2 separate regions of the Mus musculus genome follow, and region 1 is linked to region 2. Evidence: chromatin contacts called from public HiCAR-type data. All regions are on one chromosome and are shown on one strand. Each heading gives the region's core, a stretch centred on a gene start, on an enhancer-like site or on the middle of the called end of the contact. The rest is flanking DNA. Distances are from core to core; before and after follow the strand shown.

Region 1 (5,391 bases), core at 1,854-4,353, 160 kb before region 2:
GTCTTCTGCTGTCCGTCATGGCACCATTAAAAGTGATTTGTATTTATTGTGTATATGTGTGTTCTCACGACAGCATGAATGATTGTGTGCATGTGTGTGCATACGACAGCAGGAGTGCGGACAGCTATCAGGAGTTCAGCTTTTCCTCCTATGTGGGTTCTGGGGATTGGATTTAGACTGTCAGGCTGCCTTCATCGGCTGAGTCATCTCAACAGCCCTCATTCGGGGAAACTTTCCAATGGCTCAGCCACTGAGGCTGAGAAGCCCGCCTGAGGTCCACTGAGTCCACAGGCTTCTTGACTGGTCCAAGAACAAAAACAGCCTGCTTCCTGGGTCACTGTTTGAAACAGTGTTTCATAGAGTGACAGAGGGACATTTCCCCTACAACACAACTGCATCCCTGTTTCCCCTTCCCCTGTGACTCAGGGGATCCTGGTGGGGGCTGGTGCTTAGTGTAGGAGACTGACCTCAGCATTTGCATATGTGGTTATCCTTCATTGTGTTCCAGAACCCCCCTCCAACTCCTGTCATTCTTCTCCCTCCTGCTTTCTCTGATGAGACAGACGCAGGGAGCAGAGTGGCCCTGGTTGTTCATCCCTTTCAGGGCTGACACCCACTGCTTCCCCAGCTTCCGGCTCTTGGTTAACCCTTTCAGCCTGGTAGTATTGCTGTTCACAGCAACCTTGGCCTGCACCATGGATCTCACCATTCTATGTTCTCAGAGAATGTCTTTGTGAAGTGTGGACACAGTCCAGTCACCATCCAGGGCACTAGGGCTCAGGGGGGTAGCACTTGCGCCCTGCTGTGGGAGGCTGCTGGTTTAGACAATGATATAGAGTGGTCTGGAGTTTTGGGGAGGGAGTAGGGTGTGATTCTGGATACTCCCCTGCCTTCATTCACCTCAGGCTGTTCAGACCCCGTTGCACACCGGGCAGGAATAATAAAGCAGAGTGCAGAGCAGATGGAGTCCTGCAGGATCCCGGTCTGGCTGGGAATGAATGTGGGGGCCAAGGGGCAGAAGGACTTCTCTGAGGATCTTAGTATTACAGCTCTTCTAGGAGAAAGCCTTCTCTGGCAATCTTCAATGAAACAGCTCTCTGAGATGATCTTAGCTTGAGCTTATTTCTTTATTTGGAGTGGACTTGTATGCATACCCTTTATTCGGGGTGATTCAAGGGTTATATAGTTTTGGGGAAAGGGGTGAGACTATCCAGGGCAGGCAAAGGTCATTGGCTGAAGGCTTGAGGTTCTGAAATGCCTCATTAGCATGGGGAAGCATTCCAGGGTTCTCAGGTGCAGGATCTCAGGTGACACTCCTCAGGTGGGCTTCTGGATCCCTCAGAGAAGAGGAAGTCCCACTGGCAAAGGGAGTCTGCCATTTTGCACCGAGCTCAGGGCTGTCTGGTAAGACTTCGACCTTAGCAGCAGGGCCACAGTAGGGAAAGGATTGGGGGTGGTTATGAGGAAAGTGAGCACTTGGCAAGGAGGACGCGATGCTCTGAGGAAGATGGGATGCTCTGCATAGCAACTGGGAGCGCTGGAAGGTGCAGAAGGTAGTTCCTTCCCTCTGGTCCCTAGGGGGAGCCTCTTTGCCAGTGCAGAAAGAAGCCTCAGCCCCTTTCTCCCTTATAACTGGGCCCTTGGCCTCCCTCCCATTCTGAGAATGGTGGCTTTTGCTCTTAGGTCACAGCTGCAGGGGTCTAATGCCTCATTCCGCAAACTGTCTCATTCAGTGGCTCGTGGGCTGGAGCTAGAAATAGACCTGAGTAATCCCAACCCTGCCCACATTGTAGCCTGGTGTCTGCCCCCCTTCCCGTTTGTGGGTGAAGCTAGAAAAAGACCTGTGTGACACCCCCACCCCCACCCCAAAGCCACATATTGCAGCTGGTTGACCTTTATCCGTATACCATCTTGTGTGGAAACCCCAGCTTGGGAGGGGCTACTCCCTATACAAGGCAGCCTTGTATGGCTCTCTGAAGGCCTTTCATGTTTAGACCATCTTCCTCTGCCCCTGACAGTACAACTATGACCTCCTTCTCTCCACTGACCACTGGTCTCTTCTATCCAGGGCAGGTGGGAAGGGACTTATGAGCTCTGACATCCATCCGTCCCTCCGTCCCTCCCTCTGAGAGAGAAGACTCAAGTGAAGTCATGTATTAGCCTAAGAAAGCAAACTATGTGGTGTGTCGCATAGCTAGGGAAACTGAGTGTGTGCACAGCATTGTGTGTGTGTGAAGAGTGAGTGTGTGTCCATACATGCTCTCACATGCTCAGAGCTCTGGGGACACCTGGATATGGTTTCTGGAATCTGGGATGATGTCTCATAAGCATCCCAAGAGCTGTGTGTGTACCACTCCAAGCACCAAGGACATGCCTATGTGCGCTCAGAAGCAGCTACTGGGTGCTCATAGAGGCTCCATTGCTGAGTTAAGCCTGCAGTGTTCAATCACACAAGGGCACTGCCCAGTAGCAAGTAGGGATGCCCTCTTGGGGGCTCTTCCATCTGGAAGTCCAATCATCTCTCTCCCAGAGAGGGTTCAGGCTCTAGCTGTAGCCAGGAAGGAGAGGTCCAGCCCATAGCACAAAGCCTCTGTCTCTGTTTCTATTTCCTCCTCCTCCTCCTCCTCCTCCTCCTCCTCCTCCTCCTCCTCCTCCTCCTCCTCCTCCTCCTCCTCCTCCTTCTCCCAGAACCAAAGGGACCCAGTGTCCACATGCCCTGAAGACACAGCACCACTGTGGAGTAGATTCTTGCTCTGGGGTGGACCACAATAGTCCCTGCTGAGGCTGTAGGCACTGCTGGGGACAACCCCACACTGAGATGCGGATGTCTGTGTGTCAGCCTGGACTTTGCCCCATCCCTAGAGAGTTAGCTTTGCAAGCCATCAAAAAGAGTCCCTGGGCTGTGGATCCCAATCACGTCCTGTGGTCTCTAGCTGCCTTGTCTGGCATTCACCTGCTGTCTGCAAGCTTTGTTTTTTTGCTTGGGGCTGGGGTGCCCTTGCTCAGGGCACTTGATTCTAGGAAAGGAATAGGGCTACAACCATCAAGGGAAGAGCAAACCACGCCCACTAATCAGCATATTCCAGCCCACGTTCCTGGCATTGGCTAAAGTGACGGCCACATGACCTAAGTGTCCGGTTGCAATCTGTTCTGGGTTTCTTTTCGAAGCCGCAGGAAAGAGTCTTAGCAGGCAGGTGCCAGCTGGATGCAGATCTTCCTGGAGTGTGTCCAGGCTGACTGAAGACTTGGGGATGACTAAAGCGTTTTAGTTTCTCTTCAAATTGGAAGAAAAATGAGCTCTTGGGCCAAAGGAAGCATTCTAAAAAATATAACATTGATTGATTCCTGTTCTCACCAGCCACAAGCTGTCATTTGAGAACTGTTTTATGGAGGAAGAACTCACGAAAGCGCTCACGGACCTCAGGCCCATGGAAGCCACAGTGCAGCTGCATCCACTCTTCCACTCACAGTGAGGTCAGCCTGGTCACATGCTGGCAAAGACCTGGACAGAGACAGTGGGGATGAGGGCAGGCCTGCGTGCTGGACAGATGGCACGGGCATGCTTACAGCTCCTTACAGCACACTGCAGCCTGCTGGTCTCACTGTGGGATCAACTGCCTAGCACGCAGATAGGAAAACTGTGGCCCAGAGGGATTTGGCACATGCCAAAGTGACACAGCATGTCACTGCAGAGACAAGATTTGCACAGGTGAAATTGGTACGGTCCTAGTTCTGGCTGCCGAACTGCTTCCTACCCTAGGTCAGGGTATACCTGGAACCAGCCTCACGGTCTGGGTCCTTCTCAAAGAACCTTGAGGAACACACACAAGGGTAGGTAGAGAGGTGTCCACGCTGCAGGGATCACAATCTCTATAGAGGACTGCTCCATGAGTTTGGGGTGGGTCTTTCCCCTCCAGAAGCTGTGCAGCACAGTGTTGAGATGTCTCATGGCAGCTTCCTATGGAAGAACGAGAGACTGCTCACAGCCAGAGAGGTGTGGTTTCTTGGAGGTTTGTGGCAGGTAGATAGGAAAAGTCCCTTTAAACTTTCTCTCTCTCTGTGTGTGTGTGTGCACGCGTGCGCACGCGCACGTGTGCATGCACCTGTGGGTACAGATAGGATATATAGATGTAGACATTTAATTTCTGCCAACGTCATAGCCACAGGCCTCTCTGTCAAGGAAGTAACAGATCAGATCTCAAAATGAGCAATTAGAACGATTGCTTTTTGAGTGAAGAGCCTCTGGCAAAGTAATTTAATTAAAAGTGTCATAACTCAAGACCCAGGCAGCTGGCAGGGGTTGGGGGATGGGTTCTTCCCAGTGCAGAAGGAACAAGATGGGTAGAACCCCAGTAATATCAGCATGAGATTGGAGTGGAAATGAAGGATTGCCCATGATCTAAATAGCCCCCAAGGCTCACTCCAGTGTAGTTCAGTAGTGTGTGTCCCAGGACTATAATTGGAGCTTTGATCAGGTAGGACTCCTGTTCAGTGAAGAGATGTGGACCATGTGACAGAGGTCCAGGTGGACAAGTGCTGAGGTAGTCAGGGTCTAAAGTGCAAGAAGGCCTGAGACCAAGGGACCCAGCCACTTTCAGCATCAGAGACACTCAGGAAGGAGGAAAAAGGGCTTCCTGCTAGGATTTGGATCAGCACATACAGGGATATGGAATTAGAAGGCCCGTGGGGGTTAGAAGGCCTCCATAGACTCATGTTTGAATGCTTGGCCCATAGGGAGTGGCACTATTAGGAGGTATGGCCTTGTTGGATGAAGTGTGTCACTGTGGGGGTGGGCTTTGAGGTCTCCTATGCTCAAGCTACTCCCAATATGATACACAGTCTCCTTTTGCTGCCTGCTGACCAAGATGTAGAACTCTCAGCTCCTTCTCCAGCACCAGGTCTGCCTGGATACTGCCATGCTTCCTGCCATGATGATAATAAACTAAACCTCTGAAACAGTAAGCCAGCCCCAATTAAATGTTTTTCTTTGTAAGAGCTTCTCTAGTCATGGTGTCTCTTCACAGCAATAGAAACTCTAAGGCAAGACCCTACTTGGATGATGGATCAGCAGCGGGTTCTGCTGGCATGATAAATCACAAGAGGGTTCTGCTGCCGTGAGGGATCACAAGAGGGTTCTACTGGCATGATGGATCATAAGAAGGACTTGCTAAGGTAATGGATCACAGGAGGGTCATCACGCGCTGGCATGATGAATTAGCAGGGGACTCCACCGGGGTGATAGATCAGCAGAAGGTTGCTGCTGGGATGATGGATCAGGAGGAGAGAGTTCTCCGGGGAGGATGAAGCAGGAAAAGGTCTCTTATTGAGACCCAGGGCTAGACAAGACCTGTGCGGTGTGTTAGGTCAGAAAAGGACCTTTCCCCCTGCTAT
Region 2 (5,808 bases), core at 24-2,523:
TTGGTGACTCATCCCTGCCTACAGCAGGGGCTGGATGGGAAAGGACATCACAAACAAAACCGACAGTTATAGAAAGCAGAGACTGGCAACCCTTGTGCCCCCTGTTGCTTGTCCAGAGAAGGGGGAACCAGGGGTCAGAGGACACACCGTCCCCACAGCGGGACCATCTGGGGGAGGACAGAGATGTGAAAAGCCTTCAGAGAGAGAGAGACAAGGCCACTCTGTGAGGGGAACAGCCTCCCACTAGCTGAGGGTTCCACCCAGCAAGGTTTGGGGATAAAGGTCGGCCAGCTGCGGTGAGGCTCTTCAGAGGTCACTGAAGGTCTGGTTCTAGCCCCGCCCACAGAGTGGAAAGGGTCACAGTTCTCTGGACAGGAGGTGGGGCAGGGGTCCTGCTGTGAGGGAGGCTGGGGCGAAAGCTCAGCACTGGCCAAGAATCTTCCTGCTAAAAAGCCTGGGAGCAGATTGACTGGGGGTGGATGTTGGGGTGGAAGTGGACCTTATTGCTTACCAGTAGGGGTCGGGTAGGGGCTAGTTCGCCCTTGCCCTAAACACCCTCCTCCTCTTCCTCCTCCTTCTTCCCCCTCCCTCCCCCTGGCAGCAACCTCTGGCAGGAATGCTGCCCTCAGAATGCTGGTTCCCAGAAGGGAACTGGGTAGCTTTCACACTCCACAAAGACACCCAGTACGCACAGAGTGACCATGGTGATGACTCAGACCTCTCTGTTGAGGGGCTGTTTGTGAGCGACAACCTGGTAAGGATCAGTCAAGGGCCTAGATCTGGGGGGGGGGGGGGGGGGGATCTGGAAGGACAGGAGCCATTTGCTAGGAGGGAGCACAGCCAAGCCAGGCAGCAGGTTCTGTCCCAGCAGCCTGAGTTCAAATCTTTCCCTACTGCGGTTGGGGAGCAGCTGATCCAGTCTTCCTCTCTGGTAGGCCTCAGTTTTCCCATCTGAACTATGGGAGAATATCCAGGAGCTCCTGATAGGCAGTTAGTGGGACAAGTAGGGGATTGAATGTGCAAAGGCTGAGGCCAGCCCTCCACCTACACATGAGTGAGACTACCACCACCCAGCACCCAAGGTATCACCCCAGCTTTCAGGCCTGGGCCAGCTTAGGGGGTCCCCAGGGAAGACCAAGCCAGCAAGCAGAGTGCAGAGCCCCTCACTGGTGGCCTCAGGGGAAGAGAGTGAGTGCTGTCTCTGTGTCCCTGCTCAGCTGGGATTTCGTCCCCTTGAGATGTTCTCCCCACGGGCTCCCCCAGTGTGCCAGCCAGCCTATTTTCATCACCCAAGCCTCATTTTCTGAGTGACTGCCCCTCCTGCTGTGAGGCTGAGACACAGCCACAGGCCTCTCGCTAATTAATGAGAGGCAGCAATTAGCCATTTACAGCAGAGCAAGCGCTGGTAATGGGATTTCTAATTCTGGAGGGAAACGAAGTTAAACTGTGTTCAGAGAAAACGAAAGCTTGAAATCCAAGATGGGTTTTTCTTTTTTGGTGTTGGTTTGTTTTTGTTTTGTTTTTTGATTCTGGGTTTTGTCCTAGTAATTAATAGGATGGAAGCTGTTCAACTTCCTGCCAGAGAGCAGAGATAAGGCCAGTGTCTCACAACTCGTGGGAGAGGGACCGACTTGGTCTCCTCCAGGAAACCCTGTGGATGCTGCCTCGGAGGACAGCTGTAATGGACCAGAAAGCTTGCTTCTCTGTCCGACTCCAGCAACAGTGACCTAACTCCTGAGACTCTAGAACAGTGATTCTCTACCTGTGGGTCTGGACCCCTCGGCAGGCTGCTAGCTCTAAAGTATTTCTGTTAGGATTCAACAAAATACAGTTACAAAGTAGCAACAAAATAATGTTATGGTTTTTTTTTTTGGGGGGGGGGTCACTACAACAGGAGAAAAAATAAAAGGGGATTCATGTTTGTATTAAAGGGTCACAGCATTAGCAAGGTTGAGAATCACTATCCTAGAAGGGCTCTGGACAAACTGGTGGGGTCCCAGCTCCATGCTGACTATAGCCTGGTTAGCTCCAAGCCTTGGCTTTGGTGGGTTTCTGTTTATTTGTTGGTTTGGTTTTTTGGTTTTTTCAAGACAGGGTTTCTCTGTGTAGCCTTGGCTATCTTAGAACTCACTCTGTAGACCAGGCTGGCCTTGAACTCAGAAATCCGCCTGCCTCTGCCTCCTGAGTGCTGAGATTAAAGGCATGGACCACCACTGCCCGACTTGCTTTGGCTGGCGGTTTTTGTTTGTTTAACTTTTTATTGATTCTTAGTGAATTTCACATCATGCACCCCCCAGTCCCATGCATTTCCCTCCATATCTACCCTCCACCCTTGCAACCTCCCCCCAAAAGAAGACAAACTGACAAAAACCTTTGCCATGGAAGCTGCATTGTGTCACAGTGTGTCGCACAGTACGTCCTTTTGCCCACCAGCTTTTCTTGTAAATGTTCATTGCAGTGAGTGATTGGTCTGGTCTGAGGCCTCTGGCTTCTGCTACACTATCAGTACTGGATCCTCACTGGGACTCGTCTCAGAGCGTGCAGCTTTGGTTCCGAAGGTCCGGCCCCTTTACATGCTGCAGTACTTCATAGATGGGGTAGATGTTAGGTGGGCCAGCTCAAAGCCCTGGATCTGGGCCTGGGTGGTAGCTGTGTTGGTCATCCTGCCAGCTCTCTGGCATCCATACACTACCAGGGCCAGCTCTCCTATACTGTCCAGGAGAGAGCGGGTCAGGGCTAGCTCACTCTATATGCCAGCTTTCCCACGATGCCTAGCTAGGGATGGGGCTAGCCCTCACTTATCAACATGGCCCCAGGCCACAGCCCAGACCAGAGACTTCTGCATGGCCTTTGGTGGTAACAGACAGTCCCCGCTACCCTGACCCACACCCCACTGATGCAGAGCTACGGATCTAGATGTGATCCTCTGAGGCAGCACAGGCCAGGTCCTCACCATAGCCTCAGGTGAAGACACTGGCTGCAAACATCAGGCTGTGCTCACCACCCTTGAGTCTCCAGTTTCAGCTCTCATTGTGCCCATGCTACCCTGTTTCTCTTTCTCTCCCATCTCTCCACTAAGTACCTGCTCACCTTAGTGGTACTCGGGGCCTCCGGGTATCTGGGATCATCTCAGGCTTGCTAAGCTCGCCTAGGCCACATGGCATCAAAGACTCTGCTCTGTTCATGAGGTTGGGATAAGGAGTGGTGTGATGTGGAGTTTTGTGGAAGAGAACAAGCAACACTGTGTATACAGTACAACACACTGCCTGCCACCCCCGGTGATTCAAAGTCATCCCCATGAAAATGACCGTGCTGGCCCATGAACACTTAGCTATTCCTATAATCTACAGAGCTAAACGCCACCCTCCTGTGAGGGGTACTTGAAAGGTAGATGGGGAAGGATTGGAGACAGACCCTCAGTGGGAGGGAGGAAAGTTAAAGGGAGTTCATGCTTGTTTGTGTCTGGGGTTCTAAAGTTCATGTGTTTATTCATTCATTTGTTTGTTAAATGTGTATGGGTGTTTGGCCTGCACGGAATCTGTGTACCACATGTGTGCCTGGTGCCTTCAGAAGTCAGTAAAGGTCATTGATCCCCTGGAACTGGACTTACGGATAGTTGTGGGCCTTCCTGTAGGTGCTGGGAATCCAACACAGTTGCTGGGATTTGAACTCAGGACCTCTGAAAGAGCAGTCAGTGCTCATAACCTCTAAGCCATCTCCCCAGCTGCCGACATATGGCTTCTTTACCTAACTTAAGGGCATAGACAGTGATCAGTTGCAATTATACACTGGGATCCGTAACCTGGGCAGGCTTGCTCCCTGGAATCCTAAACCATCCTAGCTGATAGCACCAGACCTGGAAGATACCTGTGGTATGCACGCTGTGTCCTCCTCCATTGGAGTTCTTCCCCTCCCCCACTGCATCTGAGTCTGTGCCCCTCCCTCACCTGTTCCTACACACTACACACACACACACACACACACACACACACACACACACCGCCCCCTGCTTCTGGGTCTGGTCAGAAGACAGCATCCTGTCCTCCCACAGCCCCACCATCCCTTGCTCAGGCTCTGGGGAGCACATCAGCTTAGCCAGAAGGCATGCTGGCCCAGCCTAGACTAGCAGGCTTCACACCCGCTCTACAGAACCTCTCCCAGCATGCTGAAAGGTGTCTTCACTCAGACTTTTGAGCTGACATTTAATATTCTTGTTTTGAATACGGAGACTGGCTGCACCGGACACAAGCCCTCCGCTTTGTCAACACTGACATTTCACACTCTAACTGGTGTCTCTTTCCCAAGGAGCAGTGTGCCACCCACACCATGTTCCCTGTGTACTCTAGTCTCAGGCTCACTGTCAGGAAATGCAGAAGGAAAGTTCACAGGCCCCGCCTCAGACTCTCATTCTCATGGCTCCCCTTGTAGCCCTGAGAAGCTGACAGATGCGATCCTTCTATGGAGCTGACTCCTCAGAGCAGGAGCTTGGCCTCTCTGGCTGCTTTCTCCTCCTCCCTCCACACCAGCAGGGTTCAAGTCCAAATACAAGATGGTTATTGTGTCTGCAAAGCTCCAAGGGTTAGCACGTTCTTCTGGACTAGGTTTCCTGTGTTGTTGACAGACGAGTTATCAACACAGCACCAGCACTCTCTGTTTATGTAATTACATGAATCCTGCCTCCACCATGTGATATGCAATTTATAACACAGCATCAGCACTCTGTGTTTATCTTATTACATGAATACCTGCCTTCACCCTGTGATATGTAATTTATAATACAACATCAGCACTCTGTGTTTATCTTATTGCATGAATACCCACCTCCACCATGTGATGTGTAATTTATAACACAGCCTCAGCACTCTTGGTGTTTATCTTATTGCATGAATACCCCCTCCACCATGTGATATGTAATTTATAATACACCCTGCAGAGTGAGCATTGTAGGTTCAAATATTTAACATTGGCGACAAACATGCATTCATTTAGGAAAGAGATTTGCAAGCTTTCCTCATGTGTGGGAATTTCCTATCATTTTGGTGTGTCCGGACTTCATGACCCAAGAGAGTTGGACCCCATGACTTAGGATAGGAGACCTCGTCTCTGCAACGCCACTGTCCCTGCAGGTGTGTTCGCTATCTGTCCCCATGTAGTAGGATGCCTGGGTTCCCTCTCCTCTTGTTCACAGCCTGACCTGCACCTAGGGAGGGACCTGCATGTGGCACTCATGCAATTCCACAGCGAGCGTGTTCATGGGAGGATGTGTTGTGGAAATGTTTCCTGTAGACACACAGGGGACAGCATCTTCTCCACTCTGTGGCAGAATGCTGCAGACTTGCATGCTGCCTCGATGGTCCATTTCACAGGTGCCCGAGCTTTGGATTAGATGCCATCACACATGGGCACCACGGGAGAATCGCCTCTTGGCTCAGCTGGTGGAAGACGAAGCACACTCTCACCTCCATCTTTAACTCACACTCTGTGCTCTGCAGATCGTGGCTTTCTGTAAGTGCAGGAGCCGTGTCTCCTACAGCCCCACAGCCCTCTACCTGCCCTGTGTCCCACATGCCTCAGTCCTGGTACCTGCCCTCTGCTCACTGTTCCCAGCCATCCAGGGCATCAGGACCTGTAATGGAGCTTTGTGGAGTCTGAGCTCTCCGTCCCTTGGCTGCCCTAACTCACTGCAGACTCATCCACACTGTCCTGCCTCCACCATCAGCCTTGACTGATGGATGGGCCACGACTCCACATGTAGCCACAGTGCAAGGGACATTCAGATTGATTCCAGGACCTGTGGCCATAAATGAA

What was found. HiCAR-type assays count read pairs that join an accessible place to other places.
Region 1: a contact with region 2 is called in a HiCAR-type map of PVALB interneurons, with 11 times the contacts expected there. The contact joins two enhancer-like sites. A contact is called at or near these places in 5 of 39 promoter capture datasets (the C10 cell line and embryonic stem cells), 1 of 15 datasets of contacts at CTCF or cohesin (embryonic stem cells), 41 of 484 Hi-C or Micro-C datasets (the 63-12 cell line, the AtT-20 cell line, the G1E-ER4 cell line and 22 more), 18 of 115 datasets of contacts at active chromatin or transcription factors (PVALB interneurons, cardiomyocytes, differentiating embryonic stem cells and 8 more) and 2 of 9 other capture datasets (embryonic stem cells and embryonic tail).

What each region holds. Positions count from the first base shown.
Region 1 is chr5:129,453,118-129,458,508 of GRCm38.p6, reverse strand. No RefSeq gene overlaps it. Among named protein-coding and RNA genes, the nearest start is that of Gm34468, 37 kb to the left of the region's middle. Within about 2 kb of position 3,103, at least 160 of the 459 cell types and tissues checked have an H3K27ac peak or open chromatin away from gene starts, as enhancers often do. A contact at or near this core is called in the N1E-115 cell line, PVALB interneurons, cortical neurons and 2 more, where this site is marked.
Region 2 is chr5:129,293,661-129,299,468 of GRCm38.p6, reverse strand. No RefSeq gene overlaps it. Among named protein-coding and RNA genes, the nearest start is that of Gm34145, 11 kb to the left of the region's middle. Within about 2 kb of position 1,273, at least 47 of the 459 cell types and tissues checked have an H3K27ac peak or open chromatin away from gene starts, as enhancers often do. A contact at or near this core is called in the N1E-115 cell line, PVALB interneurons, cortical neurons and 2 more, where this site is marked.